Regions from separate parts of the Mus musculus genome. Here regions 2 and 3 are each linked to region 1. A link is a contact called in public promoter capture Hi-C data. All regions are on one chromosome and are shown on one strand. The core of a region is the stretch at or near the end of the contact, and the rest is flanking DNA. Distances in the headings are between cores, read along the strand shown. Region 1 holds the start of Cdk5rap2 (CDK5 regulatory subunit associated protein 2). Region 2 holds the start of Kdm4c (lysine (K)-specific demethylase 4C). Region 3 holds the start of Dmac1 (distal membrane arm assembly complex 1).

Region 1 (2,700 bases), core at 185-2,684:
TTTCTGTCTTTTTTGATTTCTGTTTTTGTTTCACATTTCATACATGTATACAATGTGTTATGGTCATAGTCATCACCTCCCATTATACACTCTTGTCCCCATCCATGCATGCTGACTCCTTTGTTCTTTCCCACTGCCTGCTCTCCCTCTCCCTCCACCTCCCCACTTTCCCTCTCCCTCCCCCCTCTCCTACTTTCATGTTCTTTTCCTCCTCACTGAGTTTAATTAGGGTTGTGTGTATGAGTATGGATGGGGGTTATTCAGTGGTCCTCCTCCCAAGCAATTATAGATCGCATGTCTGAACTTTAAGTTCTAAGTTGGAAAAAGAACAGAATACTTGTGGAATATAGCCTGTGTGCACCATTTAGGGCGTTGGGGTTTAGAAGGACCTGGGCTCAAATCATATCTCTGTTTATTGCCAGTTTGCAAAGAAAGAGTGTTTAGGGTTGTAGGGACATGAGAATTATTATTGAAAGAATTCCTAAAGTTATCTCAGGTTATTCTTACAAAAAATAACTTGCAGATTGTCCAGTCAAAGGGATGTGACAGAACAGGTTTACTGCCAGGGACCACTGTTCCACATCCAAGCCTTCTCCTCTCCAGTCTTCCCCAACCCTCCCCTCCCCTTCCTTATTCCTGGGTAGATTTATTAAAGAAAAGTGACAAAAACTCCTGAGAGTGGGAGGAGTTTCAAGGCAGGAAAAGCTGAAATTCCAATTTAATCTGGACCTTTGTTTGGGAGGGGAGAAATGTCTCTTCTTAGAATACATTCACTGGCCAAGAAGGTTAAAACATGGTTCCAGAGTGCTGAGATGTTGATACGAGGAGCTAAGGATCTGGTTTTAGTGGATAGTAAACTTGTTTATTACTTTGGGCAAGTAATTTCTTCTCTCTGAGTCTCTGTTTACTGATTGCTGGTGCATGAGTCCTAATAGTAACAAAATGCACATGAAGTATGGGTGACCCCTTTATAGGCATGCCGCTTGAAACTAACCCTGTAAACTACCGTTTGTAATAGCGCTCCACAGGTGGTATTTTTCTAAATCGAAGCAGAACTCAATTATCTGAGTCTCAACTTAAGGCAGAGCCTTTTGGGTAGAAAGAGCCTAAGGAGCGATTTTGGAGTCATGAGTCTGGAACACCAAACAGATTGATACTCTGAGCTGTTCCACCTCCCGCTTAAATTAACTGATCCCGGCGGACTTTTACCCTCAACAAATATGGCGCTCGCCTTGGCTTCGGCCCGAATGCCCTCACCCACGAAACATGGCTACCGCTTCTTTTCTCCTAGTGTTGCACGCTGGAGTGCGCAGGTTCTGCCCTGAGTTAAGATGGCGTCCAGGCAAAGCTCTTCTTGCCCGGTTTCGGGTCGTTGCAGGGCGGCTTCACCGCGCGTGCCTGGGTGACCCCGCCTTGTTTCCGTAGGAAGAAGCGCCGGGAAAGATGGCGGCGGCTGCGGTTTGAATTCCAGCGGCGCCGCTTGACTGAGAACAAGAGCTGGGTTGGAGGGGGCGGGACCTGGGGAACCGAGCGCGCCGCGACTGCCGGGGAACCAGTGGCGCTGCCGCCGCCGACACCGGCGCCACCACTCTGCGTTCACGATGGACTCGGGGATGGAAGAGGAAGGCGCCCTGCCTGGGACCCTCAGCGGTTGCAGGTGTGGCCCTGGCTTTGGGATTCGTGGTACCTGGGTTGGGGTTCCCGTTGATGGCGACTCACTCCCTGGAGGCCTTCGGTTTGCTTGGGGATGGTCTCGGCTGCGCCCCGAGTGTGGTGGGACCTGGGTGTCCAGCCAGCACTACATTGGACTGTGTGTTGTGTGTTCTGGAGTACTTTGAGGACGATGTGTAGGCTAGGCAGGGGGGCTTTTTGAAAGAGTGTGAGGAGATGGGTCTAATTAGTAGGGGGTGGCTGGAACTGGACATCAGAGCACTTAGGTGGTTGATTCTTGTTTGGGGCTTTGCATTCATTATGGGGAGTGTAGTTGTTATTTTAGACTTTGTTTATGGGGTCACGGGACAAAGTTCTGTGGAGCCTTGGCTAGAGATGGACAAAATTTAATTAAAAAAACGGCCTATACCCTGACCACGTAGGTGACCTTGGTAAGTTGACTTCCCCACTGAAAAGTGTACTAACGCCGATGTGCACTCACCAAAAACGGGATGAGAATGAAAAGAAGCAATGGCTACCCAGCAGTTGTATTGGCTGACATTCAACCGTGGTGAAAAGGATGATGACTACCACTATTACAAGTTGTGGCTTCTCTTCAGATCCCCTGGGACCAGAAATTGGATTATTTGGGGCATTTAGAGCGGGCGGATGGCATGAGAACTAAACTAGGAGATCTGCTAATGCTCTCCTCCTTTCTCTCTCAGCCTTGACTGGACAGATGCTGCATTCATACCTGCTCATTCATCTCTTAATCTGCCCTAGGCCCTCCAGGTGCCTTGTCATCTTCAGGATGAAGTTCTCTACTGTGGCTTCCAAGTTTCTCTATAATTGGCTGCATCTGCCTCTCTAGCCTCCCCACCCCCCACCCCACCCCTTCCCAACCCTGTCTCTTCTCCAAGCCCTCTACCCTGTGCCTGACTGCCAAGCTCGGTCAGGAACGATCTTACTGAGTTGTTCCTTGTTCTCAGGCTTGGGTACCTGCTGTTTCTGCTGTGTCCCTTATTTACATCCAGGTTCCACTGCTAGGAG
Region 2 (2,700 bases), core at 5-2,504, 3.8 Mb before region 1:
TTGGGCAGGACTACATATAAGACCCTGACTCAAAAAACAACCAAAAATACCAAAAGTTTTAACCATCACACTTTTAAATTAGAATACTAATAACTTTTCCCATAGAAAGAGTTAGGCTCCACTCCCTTCCGCCCTTTTTAAACGCAAAACTCAAGTGGGTGAAATACAGCAAAGATTGGTGCTAACCTAAGCTTACCGAGCCTATCAAAAGCGTCTCCCGGGTTCCGAATTGCTTCATTTCTAACGTAAGCTTTCTAAGCAGTACTAGGTAAATCACCAAGTGTGAGTGACCGTACTGAGTCCAAGATTTAAAAAAAAAAAAAAAAAAAAAAGTTGGTCAAGTCTTCCAAGTCTTCTCTCAGAGCACCTGACTGACTACGTGCGAGCTTGCGGGCTCAGCCACACCGGCGGCTGCCTTCTGGGTCCCCAAGAAAATCCTCAGAACTGAGTCCAGCTGCTTTCACTGCTGAGCAGAGAACACCAACTTCCAGCCCGAGCTAGACCGCCTGCCTTCTTGGCATTCCCATCGCACAACACGCCCTCTCTCCCTGGCAGTTCACATGCCGCAACGAAGTCGCATCTATTAAGCGCCCACTGTCTACCCCGCATCATGGCTCCCCCCAGGAACCGCACAAAGAAATGGCCTCAAGACGGAGGAAAGAAAAAGGGAAAGATCATCTGCTAGGGCCAAGAACGAACCCGAGTGAGGGTCGGGCTACCTGCTACCTCGCGGATCCGGACATCCCGACCCAAGGGAGGCTCGGAGGACGCACAGGCCCGGCCTTCCTGGAGTCGGCCGCAGAGGGGTCGGTCGGCGCCCCAGACCACACAGGCGTGGCAGTCCGGAGCAACAGCACCTCCGATCGGCTCCCGGGAGGCAGGCGAGCGAGCTCCCGAATCCCGAGGGCCAGAATGGACTGTCAGGGCCGCCTCCTCCCTCCCAGCTGACTGCTTTGCACCGCGGAGCGCCCAGGCCCGTGCTGCCCTGCGAAGACCGGACCGAGGCCGCCACCCTTCCCGCTCCGTCCCGACCAAGAAGAGGTTACCTGCGCCGCTGGCGGAGGTCCAGACGCCACCCGAATGAAAGGGATGAAAAGTGCGGCCTCCCCTGAGGGTTTTGGGAATCTTTGGAAGACTTGTTCCGCACTGGGTGACAGCTGTTCGCTGCGCACGCGCACGGGGCGCCACCACGGAATCCCTCCGCCGCGCTCCCCTCCCTCCCGGCTCGGAGGTGGGCGGGAGGCGGCGCGGGCGCGCAGGCTGTGCGGGCTGCCTCTGCCTGCGTGTGGCGCACGCGCCCCCACGTGACCGCTGGGCCGGGCGCTCTCTGGGTCACGTGGGTCTCTAAACTGCTTAAAGGTGCCCGACTTGAAGCCGAGACTTCCGCCTCTTGCCTAGTCTACGCTTGCCGTGCTGTATTTCCTTTTGCCTTGGGGACAAGCTCGCCTCTTCTTTCTCAAAGGAGGAAAAACACTGACGAAGCAGAAGGAGCAGGTGCGCAACAGATCTTTGTCGGATCACTCACTAGGTTCCCACAGGGGCTGGACCTGAAATAAAATAGTACACGAACACGCCTGCAGGGACTCGGTGCGAGTCTATGGCAACCCTCGGTGCAAGAACGGCTGGCTGATTTTTACCTCGAGTGGAGGTGGTCAGGAAGGCCAGACTCACGATGACATTGTCCTGTGCCGGTACACCAACCAGTGGGCTGCACCTCTGAGCCTACTTCAGTCGGAGATCCCAAGTGAGCAGTGTTCCCAAATTCCTAGCAACCAAGCCTGCCCTTGAGCAAAAAGGTCTAATACTTAAAGACTAGAGAAATCTTGATTAGGGATCCTGAATTGAGTTACCTTCCTACACGTCTGTGTAAATCTGACTTCCAAGACCGCAGAGGAATCACACAGATCTCAAACTCTTACTTCCAGATAGGTGCCTAAACACTAAGCGTTTTGCAAAGGCTAAACAGGTTTTACTGTCCCACAGTTCCTATCTGGGTTTTTTTGTTGCATTTCTTCTAGTTACTGACCAGGCATATACAAAAGTGAGCACACAGGACCATCATTTTACGTGTTGTTAGAAAACAAGGATTTCTAATGAATGTGGTGCATACTTATAACCCAGGACTTGGAACAGAGATCAGAGGACTAGAAATTCAAGATCATTCTCAACACATCATAGACCTGAAGTTAGACTGGGCTACATGATATGCTGTCTCAAAAACTGATCACCTCTTTAAAAAAAAAAAGCTCAACATAACTATTTAAATGTACTTAAATGTGTTTTTTTTAATTTATTTCTTTTTTTTTTTTTTAGGGGGAGCACTGTAAAGACAGATGGGATATGGTTAATTAACTGAAAGATAATGAGATCTAACCACCATATTTCTTTGACTGGAAAAACACCGCTTGGGGGCTAGAGAGATGGCTCAGTGGTAAAGAGCATCGACTGCTCTTCTGAAGGTCCTGAGTTCAAATCCCAGCAACCACATGGTAGCTCACAACCATCCGTAATGAGATCTGACGCCCTCTTCTAGTGCATCTGAAGACAGCTACAGTGTACTTAGATATAATAATAAAAAAATAATAATAATAATAAAACACAGCTTAGGGTTTGGAAAAATACAATTCTAAACTTACTTAACTTATATATAGTCAACTGGTAATTTTTCAATGTGGATATTATAGAGATTGGCAACCATAC
Region 3 (2,700 bases), core at 162-2,661, 4.9 Mb before region 1:
AGCTGTTTCCTGAACCAAGGGTGACTATTTTGCTGAAAGGCTGACCCAGTATGGGGGTTACTCATGAAAGCTGAATCTCTGGGGCACTTTGCTCAATTTGGATGCCAACTCTGTAGGTCACAGTCCCCTCTGCCCAAGTTTTATTGTGTATATAACCTTAGGGTTGAATATTGTTTTTAGGAAATGATGAATTTGTTTTTTGAACCTTCTATGTTTCCTTTCATTCCTGGGTCTTTAGGAGCCTCCCTTCAGGTTAGAAGGTGTCAGTTTAGAGGAAACTGCTACATAAGAATTTAGTTTTTACCAATATCCTCCTGAGAACAGCAAGCACAAGAAATAGATAGCCAACTGTAAGCAGAGAGAATGAAAAGCGAGCTGAGACTGGAGTTGGTGACACCTGTTGTTTTGCAAAGACACAGTCAGAAAGATGCAGTCTTTTGTTTTCCATGTGTGTGTTGTGCATGTATATGTGTTTGCATGTGTGGGTACAGATGTGTGTATGGTCCCAGTTGCCTCTGGATACCAGGGATTACTGTCTAGAGTCTCTCTTGAATGCTTCTCACGTTATATGTTAAGGCAAGCACTCCACCTGAATCCAGAACTCAGATCGTGGCTAATGTAGCTAAACTGTTTCTCTTGTAGTTCATCTCCTTGTTCTGACTGAGAATTATAGATGCCCTGCCATACCCACTCAACATTCTGTGGGTTCTGAGCATCTGAACTTATCTTACATTTCCTGCCCGCAGAGCAAGCACTTTAACCACAGAACCATCTCCTCGGCCCTTTAAAGCTCATCTGACAGGATAAAAATGCAAAAGTGTAAAAAAAAGTCATTAACCTGAGTTTGCACCTAATTTTTTTTATGAGAATTAAAATCATAAATATGACACAATTGAGAGCACAACCTTAATAAACAAAGAGAGTATCCAGGTAATTCAAACACATTTTTAATATCTTGATTATATCTGTATATTTCTTTCAAAGTAAGTACAATGTGAAAACTTTGAGCCTTTACTGGTCTATCTTGTACTAGGAAACGAGTATGTTGAGAAACGGCAGAATACACAGAATTGCAATAGGTAAGCACTTGGGTAAGAACATACAATTACTTAGAATATAATCTCTGTTGATTAGACTTCATGCCAGGACCTTAGTTTGTGTTAGTCGGGAAGCTTAGAGATCCACAGTTTTTCTTTAAGAAGACTGAAATCTATACTTTCATAAAGTAGTATAAAACAGTTTCTAACACACCGGGATGAGGCAGCCTTGACTTTTGAACTTCTGGATTACACAAGCCTCTGAGGCGGCTGCAGCTCCGCCCTGTTCCGCCCGGCTCCTGCTGCAACTACATTTCCCAGAAGCGCGGCGGCTTTTACGTCAGCGTGCTGCTTTCCGGCAGCATTTTACAGCATTTCAAAGTGAAGGCTCGGCTCGCTGTGCACTCTTCTGACATGGGGTCCTCTTTTTCGGGGAGTACCGAGTTTTCCGCTCCTGCCCCCCCAACTGTTTCCACAGCGGTTCCCGCGAACCCACCCGCGAAATCCGCCGTGCCGGCCTCCCCCGCCCGGGACCCTGAGTTAAAAACCTGCTGGAGTTGTCGCGTGCTGTCGGGCTCTACACTCTTCGGGGCGGGCACCTACGTCTATTTGGTGGCCAGGCGGCCCCTGAAGCAAGGAATCCCACCTGGCCCAGGCACCGTTCTGCAGATGGTCATCGGCATCAGTGAGCAGGAGCGGGGACAGCGTGAGGGGTGGGGTGGGGTGGGTGATTACTGGGACGCCTTTCCCCTCACGGCCCTGTAAGAAAGATTACCGAATGATCGACCTTTCTTCTTCAACCATGAGAGGGTTAAATAAAATGCTTTATGCAGAGCACTGGGTAAACTAAAATGTAATATACAAAAGGCACTTTTTTTTCTTGTTCTTTTTTTCAGGTATTGCCTGTTGGGGTGTAGTTGTTCTGGTAGACCCCAAAGGGAAGAGCCACCCAGTTATTTGAAAATACCAGCAGTTCATTGTTGTCTATCATCACTGGCTTCTGGGCAGACAGAACAAGCGTTGGGTTGGTGGATATTCGTTGCACACACGGCCAAGGATGTACTTAACTGTAAGGACATACCGAGAAGATTGTGAAGATATGAGCTGTCATTCTTTGGCCATGGATGCTTACGGTTTACCCCCTCTCAGATTATAAAGAGACAAATAAACCCCTTGGAAGCAAACATGGTTCTCTGTCTTGTCCAGGGAGGTTATGTGCTGTTCAGTTTATACTGAAAGATAACGTTTTTGAGAACATATTAAAATGGGATAAATGATAAACCAACAGCAAAATAAACTATTTTTTAAATAATAAGTAGTTCTTTTAATTTTTCTAAACATATCAACAGTTATTGGCAACCTAACCCTAAATAGGTACATGAGAGTTTTTCAAACTTTCCAAATTATCTTCAAGTCCACCCCTGATTATATTATTGCATCTGAAAGCCTTGGACCTAGCCATTGGGTGTCCTTTAGTGGCTCATCCGTTCAGTGATGGAGCAAATTTTTCTTCCTAGTTCTGTCTTTCACAGCTGACTTAGTTTCAGAGAGCCAGGAGTTCCTTTATACATTAAATGTCAGTATGTAATAAAAGATGTAAATGAAAATATTTGAGAAAAATTCCAAAAGAAAAATCTGCTGATGGCTTTTTCCGTAGATATTT

The links. Promoter capture Hi-C pulls out the DNA fragments that hold promoters and counts their contacts.
Region 2: a contact with region 1 is called in a promoter capture Hi-C map of pre-B cells. The contact joins the promoter of Kdm4c here to the promoter of Cdk5rap2 in region 1. A contact is called at or near these places in 1 of 39 promoter capture datasets (pre-B cells), 6 of 484 Hi-C or Micro-C datasets (CD4 T cells, CD8 T cells, the G1E-ER4 cell line and 3 more) and 1 of 115 datasets of contacts at active chromatin or transcription factors (astrocytes).
Region 3: a contact with region 1 is called in a promoter capture Hi-C map of pre-B cells, with 5 times the contacts expected there. The contact joins the promoter of Dmac1 here to the promoter of Cdk5rap2 in region 1. A contact is called at or near these places in 2 of 39 promoter capture datasets (liver and pre-B cells).

The regions. Positions count from the first base shown.
Region 1 is chr4:70,409,169-70,411,868 of GRCm38.p6, reverse strand. Cdk5rap2 (CDK5 regulatory subunit associated protein 2) reads left to right here and starts at 1,434. Exons shown (of 37, transcript NM_145990.4): 1 at 1,434-1,657. The coding sequence starts at 1,602.
Region 2 is chr4:74,250,433-74,253,132 of GRCm38.p6, reverse strand. It overlaps Kdm4c (lysine (K)-specific demethylase 4C), which reads right to left and starts at 1,254. Exons shown (of 22, transcript NM_144787.2): 1 at 1,047-1,254.
Region 3 is chr4:75,277,003-75,279,702 of GRCm38.p6, reverse strand. It overlaps Dmac1 (distal membrane arm assembly complex 1), which reads left to right and starts at 1,411. Exons shown (of 2, transcript NM_025849.4): 1 at 1,411-1,722; 2 at 1,934-2,352. The coding sequence starts at 1,452. The coding sequence ends at 1,998.